Linked DNA regions of Sus scrofa: region 2 is linked to region 1. A link is a contact called in public HiChIP or PLAC-seq data. All regions are on one chromosome and are shown on one strand. Each heading gives the region's core, a stretch centred on a gene start, on an enhancer-like site or on the middle of the called end of the contact. The rest is flanking DNA. Distances are from core to core; before and after follow the strand shown.

What was found. HiChIP or PLAC-seq counts read pairs in DNA pulled down with a chosen protein or histone mark.
Region 2: a contact with region 1 is called in an H3K27ac HiChIP or PLAC-seq map of skeletal muscle. The contact joins two enhancer-like sites. A contact is called at or near these places in 3 of 47 Hi-C or Micro-C datasets (embryonic fibroblasts, psoas muscle and skeletal muscle) and 1 of 2 datasets of contacts at active chromatin or transcription factors (skeletal muscle).

Annotation. Positions count from the first base shown.
Region 1 is chr10:10,738,115-10,742,518 of Sscrofa11.1, reverse strand. All of the region lies in intron 1 of LOC110255633 (a long non-coding RNA gene), which reads right to left. Among named protein-coding and RNA genes, the nearest start is that of DUSP10, 170 kb to the left of the region's middle. Within about 2 kb of position 1,253, at least 4 of the 83 cell types and tissues checked have an H3K27ac peak or open chromatin away from gene starts, as enhancers often do. A contact at or near this core is called in skeletal muscle, where this site is marked.
Region 2 is chr10:10,881,294-10,885,976 of Sscrofa11.1, reverse strand. The region is part of intron 2 of DUSP10 (dual specificity protein phosphatase 10); the gene reads left to right. Among named protein-coding and RNA genes, the nearest start is that of DUSP10, 22 kb to the left of the region's middle. Within about 2 kb of position 1,731, at least 9 of the 83 cell types and tissues checked have an H3K27ac peak or open chromatin away from gene starts, as enhancers often do. A contact at or near this core is called in skeletal muscle, where this site is marked.

The DNA of each region.
Region 1 (4,404 bases), core at 4-2,503:
GCCCACGGAAAAGTCTTTCTTCAAAGACTCAAAAGAAGGGTATCTCCCGCTTCTTAATAAGCAAACCATCCAAGTGATAGAATCCTGTACCTTAAGAAACAATGCAGAGGAAAACCTCTCTAAATGTGACCTTTCGGGTGACAGGAGGACCAGGAATATTCCAGGTCACAAAATCTGCTGAGGATAGTGAAAATAACAGCTCTTCTTTCTAATTGACAGGTAATTGGCTCCAGCAATGATTAGTCAAATTACCACATGCTTCTTTAAATGGAAAACTTCCAGCAGGTATTTGTTACTGATAGTTACCTGAGTGAGGGGCTGCTTCAAAAAAGAAGGCAGAGGAGTTCCCGTTGTGGCTCAGTGGTTAACGAACCCGACCAGGAACCATGAGGTTGCGGGTTCAATCCCTGGCCTCGCTCATTGGGTTAAGGATCTGTTGTTGCTGTGAGCTGTGATGTAGGCTGGCGGCTGTAGCTCCAATTAGACCCATAGCCTGGGAACCTCCATATCCCATGGATGTGGCCCTAAAAACACATAAAGATAAAAACAAACAAACAAACAAAAAGAAGGCAGAGGAGTTCACGGCAAAGACAAATAGGAGATTGGGTGTCACCATTCACCGAAGATAAATCTGAAATAAATATGAATTCTTCTGCAATTAGACCATAAACAATTAGGGGAAAATGCATTAATAAAAATTGGATTTGCTGTAACTATTTTCTAAAATGAAGCACCTCCGAAACTTCTTCCTTTTTGTAACAGTATCTGCCCCGTGGCCTGTGGCCTCTCCCCAAACAACTGTTAATAGCTTGGTCCCAGGAAAAGCAATACTATATTTCTAGCCTGTGTGGTGGGACTGGTTGCCTAGCATTGCGGTAAATTTTACCAAACAGTTGGCAGAAGGATCAGACCAGCTTGGCTAAATGAATTCAGCCATCACGTAAGACTGCAGGGCATATTAAGAAGGCATGTCCCTCAGAGCATTTGATACTTTCCTGTTACAGCCCCCCATCCCCCGGTATAATGCTTTGGCTGAGCAGGACGTAATTCGATATTAAACGAGGTTCTTGTTAAGTAGATACAATGAAATAATGCTGAGTTTTTGTTGCATTAGCAGAGGTAAATGCATTTTATTAGCACTCATTAGAAGGAGGGAAAACTTGGAGCTAAGGATTCATTAGCCGAAGGCGGCCCCTGCGAGGTAGAGCGACTGAACTGTTTGGGGCCAGAGGAAGGGGACCCGGCCACACGCAGCAGGTTCTGAAAGCCTGGCCTCCCTCCATCCACCCTAAGTCAGATGTCTGAGAACAGTGTGGGGTAGAAATGTTAGCTTCAACCGCGGGCCAGCTGAAAATATGCGTTTCTTTCGAAAGCTGTTAATTTGACAAGAGGCAGAAGCCCCAGAAAGAAAGTACAATCATGATTTATGCTTTAGATTCAAAAGGAAGTCATTTACTTGGGGATTTGGAAAAAATGCTACCAGCTCTCCAATTCTGAAGATACATCATGAAATCTGCTTTTATTCTACGTTGTTGTTAGGAAAAACCACACACACACACACACACACAACACCCCCCCCACACACAATTTCTCTAAAAAAAAATTCCCCCCAAAACAAAATTAATATGACGAAGCTGGGGTTTTTTTTTGGTCTTTTTTTTTTGCCTTTCCTAGGGCCGCTCCCGCGGCACATGGAGGTTCCCAGGCTGGGGATCTAATCAGAGTTGTAGCCGACGGCCAACACCAGAGCCACAGCAACACAGGATCCGAGCCTTGTCAGCGACCTACACCACAGCTCATGACAACGCCAGATCCTCAACCCAAGGAGCAAGGCCAGGGACCGAACCTGAAACCTCATGGTTTCTAGTCGGATTCGTTAACCACTGCGCCATGACAGGAACTCCAGATGAAGCTATTTTTTTGTCTTTTTTTTTTTTTTCTGGGCAGCACCCATGGTGTATGGAGGTTCCCAGGCTAGGGGTCAAATCTGAGCAGCAGCTTTGGGCCTGCACCACAGCCACAGCAACGCTGGTTCCTTAACCTACTGAGCGAGGCCAGGGATCCAGCCTGTGTCTTCGTGCATAAAAGTGGGGTTCATTACTGCTGAGCCACAAAGGGAACTCCATGAAGCTATTTTTGTTTAATCACACTTCACCAAACACAGTTTTAAGCTAAAGGACTGAATGATAATACATTTTCGATAACCTTGGAACATCAGAATCTGGGGGTTTCGTCGTCGTGTCATGTCTCTTCGACGCAGCTCTACAGAGTGTTCGGTTTTATGAAGACATCCAGCTACGGGTCTACTGTTAACTCTTAAGACATCTCTGCTCACCAGCGTCTGTCTCTGGGTTGCCAGCCTCCCACTTCGCATCATCTCCTGGAGCCCTACCCGGGCTGTTCTCCAAACCTAGCGCCAACCAGATCCATCCCTGGTCCTTCCAAGGCCCTCCCTCCCATTCTCCCTCTGGCATCTTCACGGCCATCCTGGGTTGCAACTTCAGCATCATTATTATTGTTTTTTATGTTCCCATGCAGTCAGCTTACTAACTCTCTAGACCTGACCTCTGCAACGCCCTTCGAGCACCCTCTCTTCTCCATCGTCCCTCGGCAGGTCAGCCCTCCCCTGGATGTCACTGGGTCAGTTGCCACAACCTCAACAACGGACAGGGTCTCTCTTCCTGTTTTCCTCCAGGACACTCCATCTTACTCACAGATGCCAGAGTCATTTTCCAGGATCACAGCTCCAAATGGGCAGCTTTTCTTGCCTGAACTCTTCAGTGGGCTTCTACTGTTTTGTCAAATGAGTGTGATGTCATCTGTTGCAGAGCTGTAAAGCTCAAAGAAGTTAACAGAGCCAGCCCACACCCAGCGGTTAGCTCAGAGGGAGAGCTCGGCAGTGGGTAGCTTTGATAACCTGTTGTCCACACCCTTGCCGCAACCAAGCTGAACTGCGCATGCTCGCCGTACGTGCGGCCTGTGGCTCCTTTTCCTTCCCTGCTCTCGTTCAGATCGCTTGGCCGGGAGAACACTGTCCGCGTCCCCCCACATTCAAATTGGATTTAGTCTCTGAGACCCACCTCCAGGGAAGGGGTACATGTCAAGGACTCCTCCTGATCTCAGCAACTCCAGCCCTTCAGTGAGAGTTCTTTAATTATTCTTGTGACTTTCCTTTTTTTGGGTCTTTTTGGGGCCGCACCTGAGGCATACGGAGGTTCCCAGACTAAGGGTCCAATCGGAGCTGCAGCTGCTGGCCTACGCCACAGCCACAGCAATGCCAGATCCAAGCTGCCTCTTTGACCTACACCCCAGCTCACCACAATGCCAGATCCTTAACGCACTGAGCGAGGCCAGGGATCGAACTGGCATCCTCATGAACACTAGTTGGGTTCGTTAACCACTGAGCCATGACGAGAGCTCCTATTCTTGTGATTTATTTTCTTTCTTTCTTTCTTTCTTTCTTTCTTTCTTTCTTTCTTTCTTTCTTTCTTTCTTTCTTTCTTGTCTTGTCTTCCTTCCTTCCTTCCTTCCTTTCTTTCTTTTGTGTGTGTGTGTCTTTTTGCCTTTTCTAGGGCCACTCCCGCGGCATATGGAGGTTCCCAGGCTAGGGGTCTAATCAGAGCTGTAGCCTCCGGCCTACGCCAGAGCCACAGCAACATGGGATCTGAGCTGCGTTTGCAACCTACACCACAGCTCAGGGCAACGCCAGATCCTTAACCCACTGAGCAAGGCCAGGGATTGAACCCACAACCTCATGGTTCCTAGTCGGATTCATTAACCACTGCGCCACGATGGGAACTCCTCTTGTGATTTTTCTTGTGTTTGCTGAGTACTAAAATTTAAGGAAAAGATTTTTATCTAATTTATCCGTATGTCTGTTCTGTCATTATGCTTATCAGACATCTGTCTCCAAGGACTGCAGCCTGCAACTCTGCACAGTGCAAGGAATTGGTGCTTGCCTCTGTCCTCTGTTCATCTTACCTATGTGCAGAAATGAGTGCAGTGAAACCTGAGATGAAGTAGAGTTTGTGTTTGATGGAGCAGCACTTAATGCTCCGATGCCCACATTAACGTGCACAAGTCAAGCAAACACTTTCTTCCTCTTCTATCTACTTGTCTGAGAAGGTCCACAGAAGCAGCCGAGGTTCCCTTCCATTACTGTAGGAAATATATTTTGGTTACTGCCTTGTACATCTTTTTTTTTTTTTATTGTAATGAAGAGAGCTTTAGCAGGGGAGATTTTCCTATGCACTTGCACCCTTTTTTAGCTCCCCTGCACCATCCTGTGTGTGCTGCAGAGAGCTCTGGCATCTCATACAGGACCTTCCTTGTGGGCTCGTTCAGACCATGTACACGGAATAATAAAAATACTCGGGAATTTTCCAGTTACAATCTTTGATTCTA
Region 2 (4,683 bases), core at 482-2,981, 140 kb before region 1:
TCTCAGGCCAGGGTCTGAATCAGAGCTGCAGCTGCCCACGTTTACTGCAGCCACAGCAACACCAGATCAGAGCTGCATCTGCAAACTATGCTGCAGCTCGTGGCAATGCTGCATCCTGAACGCACGGAGTGAGGCCAGGGCTCGAACCTGCATCCTTGTAGATACTCGTCAGGTTCCTTACTGCTGAGCCACAACAGGAACTCCTCTCCCATTAGATTTATCTTCAGAGACTATATATATTTAAACAATTTTTTTAACACTTCCAAATTCCTAGGCTTATGCTGAGCGACACACAATACATACTTTACACCTGACTGGTGGCCCTTTGTCACGTCCTTCCCAAGTTGATTTAACCTTGAAACATTTATCGAGTGCCTGCTGTACGAGCCAGGCCTAGCTCTAGGTGCTGAGTGGTGACTACTTATCATTTCTGTTCATAACTGTTCTGTTCATAACTTATTAAGTCCTGGCAGTGACTCTGGGCGCCTCTTGGTACTGCTATTGGCCCTATTTTGCACATGAGGAAGCTAGGGTGCAGGAGGCGAGGACGTGGCCGAGATCAGCGGGCTGGAAGGGGCGGAGGCCAGCCGAGCCCCAGGGCAGTGATGCTGCGCTTCCTCCAAGACGGAGAATCGCCTGGCTTTCTTGGGGTCCATATGTTAACAATAACACTAAACAAATGAAGGAGGTAACAAGTGGTTTTTGATAAGTGATCGTGAAACTAAAATTTCACACTATTAATTAAAGAGCAGTAGCAGGGTCGCTATCCTTGGACACTGCGGAAGAGCCTCCTGAGAGGACCCTGTTTGAGCTGAGGTCTGAATCACCTAGTGAAGATGTAGGGAAGGGGGTTGCACGAAAAGGGAACAGCATGTGCAAAGGCCCTGAGGTGGGAGGCAGGTCCTGGCCTCTCATGGCCTAGGACAGGGGCTCTTCTTCTCCACTGTCCATCAATATACAATTTATTCACATCCTGCTGGAGCTGGAGAAATTCACAGAAGATCCAAACCCCTGATTTTCTAGAAGTGGCAAGAGAGGTCACAAAACCAGTCCCCAGTAGGACCTCGGTGCAGGCCGTAGGGCTATGTCCCCAGAGTCCTTGCTGTCAGGACTTCCAGCCCCCTGAGCAACGTTAGGCATAGCTTCCAGGGGATGTGGCTGGGAGATCTGACTGTGCCAGACGTGGGGTTCATCCCAGGTCACCTCTCCCGTTCCGCATGTCCCAGGTTGAACTGACCCGTTGCTTGGCTGGCCTGCCACTTAGCCTCAAGTCCACATTGACAAGCTATGATCCAAGCCTACCTACTCCAAGCCCGACTGGCCTCTTGGTGGATTTTTCTTCCCCTTCATCCCAGAAGGTGGTACATTTCTGGGGACACGATCGCTTGATCGCTTTTCACTTGATACAAACGTGTATCTGTCAGCGCGCAGAGGCCTCCCCTGGCTTCAGGCTGGCCTTTCCAATCTCAGCCATCCCTCGAGGGTCTGACCGTGGGGCTGGGCTGGACAGGTAAATCTCTATGTGGGGCAGTGTTCACGCCTGCTCTTTCTGGCCGTGTAGTCTTGATGCTCAGACTTGCTGAATGTTCTTGCCAAATACAGAATTCCGCTCGGTGACTTGAGGAGGTGTTGCTGTGCCTTTTGTGAACAGAAAACTCTGATTCAGGAAAACAATCCACATTTTGATGTTGACACTTGATCCTGTCCCCTGCCACTTCCTGAATTCCCTAAGCTACCGCCCTTTGACCTCCAGATGATACTAAAACACATCGTCATGAAAGCTGTTTGTTTGGACATGGGGCTTTCATTCACAGTGGGCGGGAGGCACATGCCGTTTTTGCTGGGAGCTTCCCTGCGCCAGTGCAGTACAGGGACCATCTGGGCTACCCTTCCATAACCCTGCCCTGCTTCCTGCCCTCCCTCCCCTCCTCCTGCCATGGATGTTTCCAGATGACCTCTGTGCACGTAATTTCCAATGGGAATGTTTCACGGTAGAAATATGCTCTCTCTTGAGGCTTGCTCTTGATATTTCTAGAGATTTATTTAATTGGACTCTACTTAAATCCCCTTGGGAAACATACTTTTGCTGTGAAGTTGTGATGTGTTTAATTTGGGGTCTAAGATAAATGTCGGTCCTTGGGGGAGGTGGATGATTAGGCAAGAGTGTTCCTTTTGTTCAGGGGGCCTGTTTAGTGACTGGCTTTCCTGGCTTTCCTCTGTTTGTTGGTTTAGCAAAATGCTTCACTATTTAAACTCCGGCACCGCAAAGCAAAGAATGTTCTCCCTCTCTTCACGGAATTAAACAGTCATGCAGAGCTTGGCTTGAGCCCTTGGGGGGCATATGGCTTCATGTTTTATGGCACTCTCCTGGTAAAGGCTCCCCTCTCCAGCCTTCCAGTATGATCTCATGGATTCTTCTCCCCTCCCTTAATCCTCCTTGATGGATTGCCTGGTATTGAGCTTTTTGGTGAAGACAGGAGCTGCAACCCTAACATGGTATTGAGTGGCTGCCCCCAAACCCAGACATTCTCTAGCTAAGCTGTTCTTCCCCCCAGGGAGATGCTGCAGGGAGGGTGTAACTGATGAAGAGGCCTGTGTCTTTGGGACGAAGGGGGCTCCTGGGCTTGCAGCTGGCTCGTGAAACGAAGGTTTGGGAAGATTCTGTGGGCTTGCCCCTTATGAGCATGCCCATCCTTTAGGCACCAACACATCTTGACCTCGGGTCCATTTCTGGCTTGACTTTCAGACATGGTATCAGGTTGGGTTGGCTCCCAAGGGTCAGATTCTCAGGCAGTCCACAGGTTTGGTGTGGTTCTTCAAATGTAAGAATTATAATTTGTATTTCTACCAAGTAAGCTAGCCTGGGTATTAAAAGTGGTTCCCTGTTTGTATGTTGGGGCTGCTGTAACAAACCACCATGATCTGGGTGGCTTCAAGAGCAAACATTTATTTTCGCAGTGTTCTGGAGGCTGGAAGTCCAAGGTCACCGTGCTGGGTGCACAGGTTCTGGTGTGCTCTTCCAGGCTTGCAGATGGCCACCTTCTTGCTTAGTAGGAGACGGGGAGAGAGAGACCAAGCTCTCCCGTGTCTCATCCTATGAGGGCACTAACCCTCAGTGTGAGGACCCCACCCTGCTGACCTCATTAAACCTAATCATCTTCCAAAGGCCCCCATCCCCAAATACCTTAGGGGTTAGGGTTTCAGCATGTGAATTCAGTCCCATAGCAGGTGCAAAACATGAATTCTGCACAAGAAAGGGTATGAATTTCATCCAGGTTGGGGAATATAGGTAAATCACACCCTCTGATAAAGTAACTTTTTTCTGGCTCTCTCGTTCTCTCCTTATTTTATTTTATTATTTTTTTGTCTTTTTAGGGCCACACCTGCAGCATATGGAAGTTCCAATGCTAGGGGTCCAATCAGAGCTGCAACTGCCAGCCTATAGCACAGCCACAGCAACACCCGATCTGAGCCACGTCTGTGACGTAAACCACAGCTTGCAGCAAGGCAGGATCATTAACCCAGTGAGCGAGGCCAGGGATCAAACCCGCATCCTCATGGATACTAGTATGCTTCATTACTGCTGAGTCACGATAGGAACTCCTCTCCTTATGCTTTTCAAACTCATATCGATCAAGTGTTATAGGCTCCTGCCCATGCAGGAGCGTCCCACTGAATTTAGAGTAAAACCCAGCTGCTAAATGGCCTAAGAGACCCTCTGCAGTTTCCTTTCCTCCTCTGGGCCCCGTCTTCCGCTCATTCTGCCTCCGCACTGTCACTGTCCCTTTGAGCCATCCCAATCTCAGTGGTGTCCCCACTTTGCCCTGCTGTGGCTCTTTCTGCCTCGCCTGTCCTCGGGGGCCCCCTCTTCCACCACTTCTCCAAACCTCCCTCCCTCCCATGCCCAGAGAGCTTTTTTTCTCCGAACCCCAATCGAATCAGTCCCCCCTCATGGCACCCAGGCACCGAAGGGCATCTCACGGCCTTTATCGTCATTAATCATTACCTTTTTATTTGTGTGTTTATATGTTTACCATCCATCTCCTCCCAGTGGACCCTGACGGGGGTGGAGGGAGAAGAAAGGGGCATTTTCAGCCTATCACTCAAGTCTCTGAAGGTCTGGGAGGCTTACTCTCAGATAAAAAGCTATTATTTTTTATTTATTTTTTTTTTCATGGCTACGTCTGCAGCATATAGAAGTTCCCAGGCTAGGGTCCAGTTGCGCTGTGGCCGCCACCACAACAGTGCGGGATCCGAGCCACAGCTTGTGGCAACACTGGATCCTTAACCCACTGAGTGGGGCCAGGGATCAAACTGGCATCCTTATGGCTACTAGTTGGGGTCTTAACCCGCTGAGCCACAACAGGAACTCAAAGGGTTTTCAAAAGTGAAACGTGTTAACATAGCTGGTGTGTCTGTTAAGAAAACCCAGAGGGGAGCTGAGTGTGGGTCTTTCTCCCGGGGACCCAGGAGGTCTGCGCAGAGAGAGTGAGTGCCGTTTAGACGAGGAGGGCTAGAGAAACCAAGAGGAGATCTGCACTTTGGCAGTTTTGGGGGAACGTGGGGCTGGAACTTGGGGGTCTCTCTGGCGGCCCCTCGAGTCCCTGCGTCCACCCCGCCTGCATTCTGAGAGGCATTCACTTGACTGAACCCCAAAGCCCTGTCTGGAAAGAAAGGCTATTC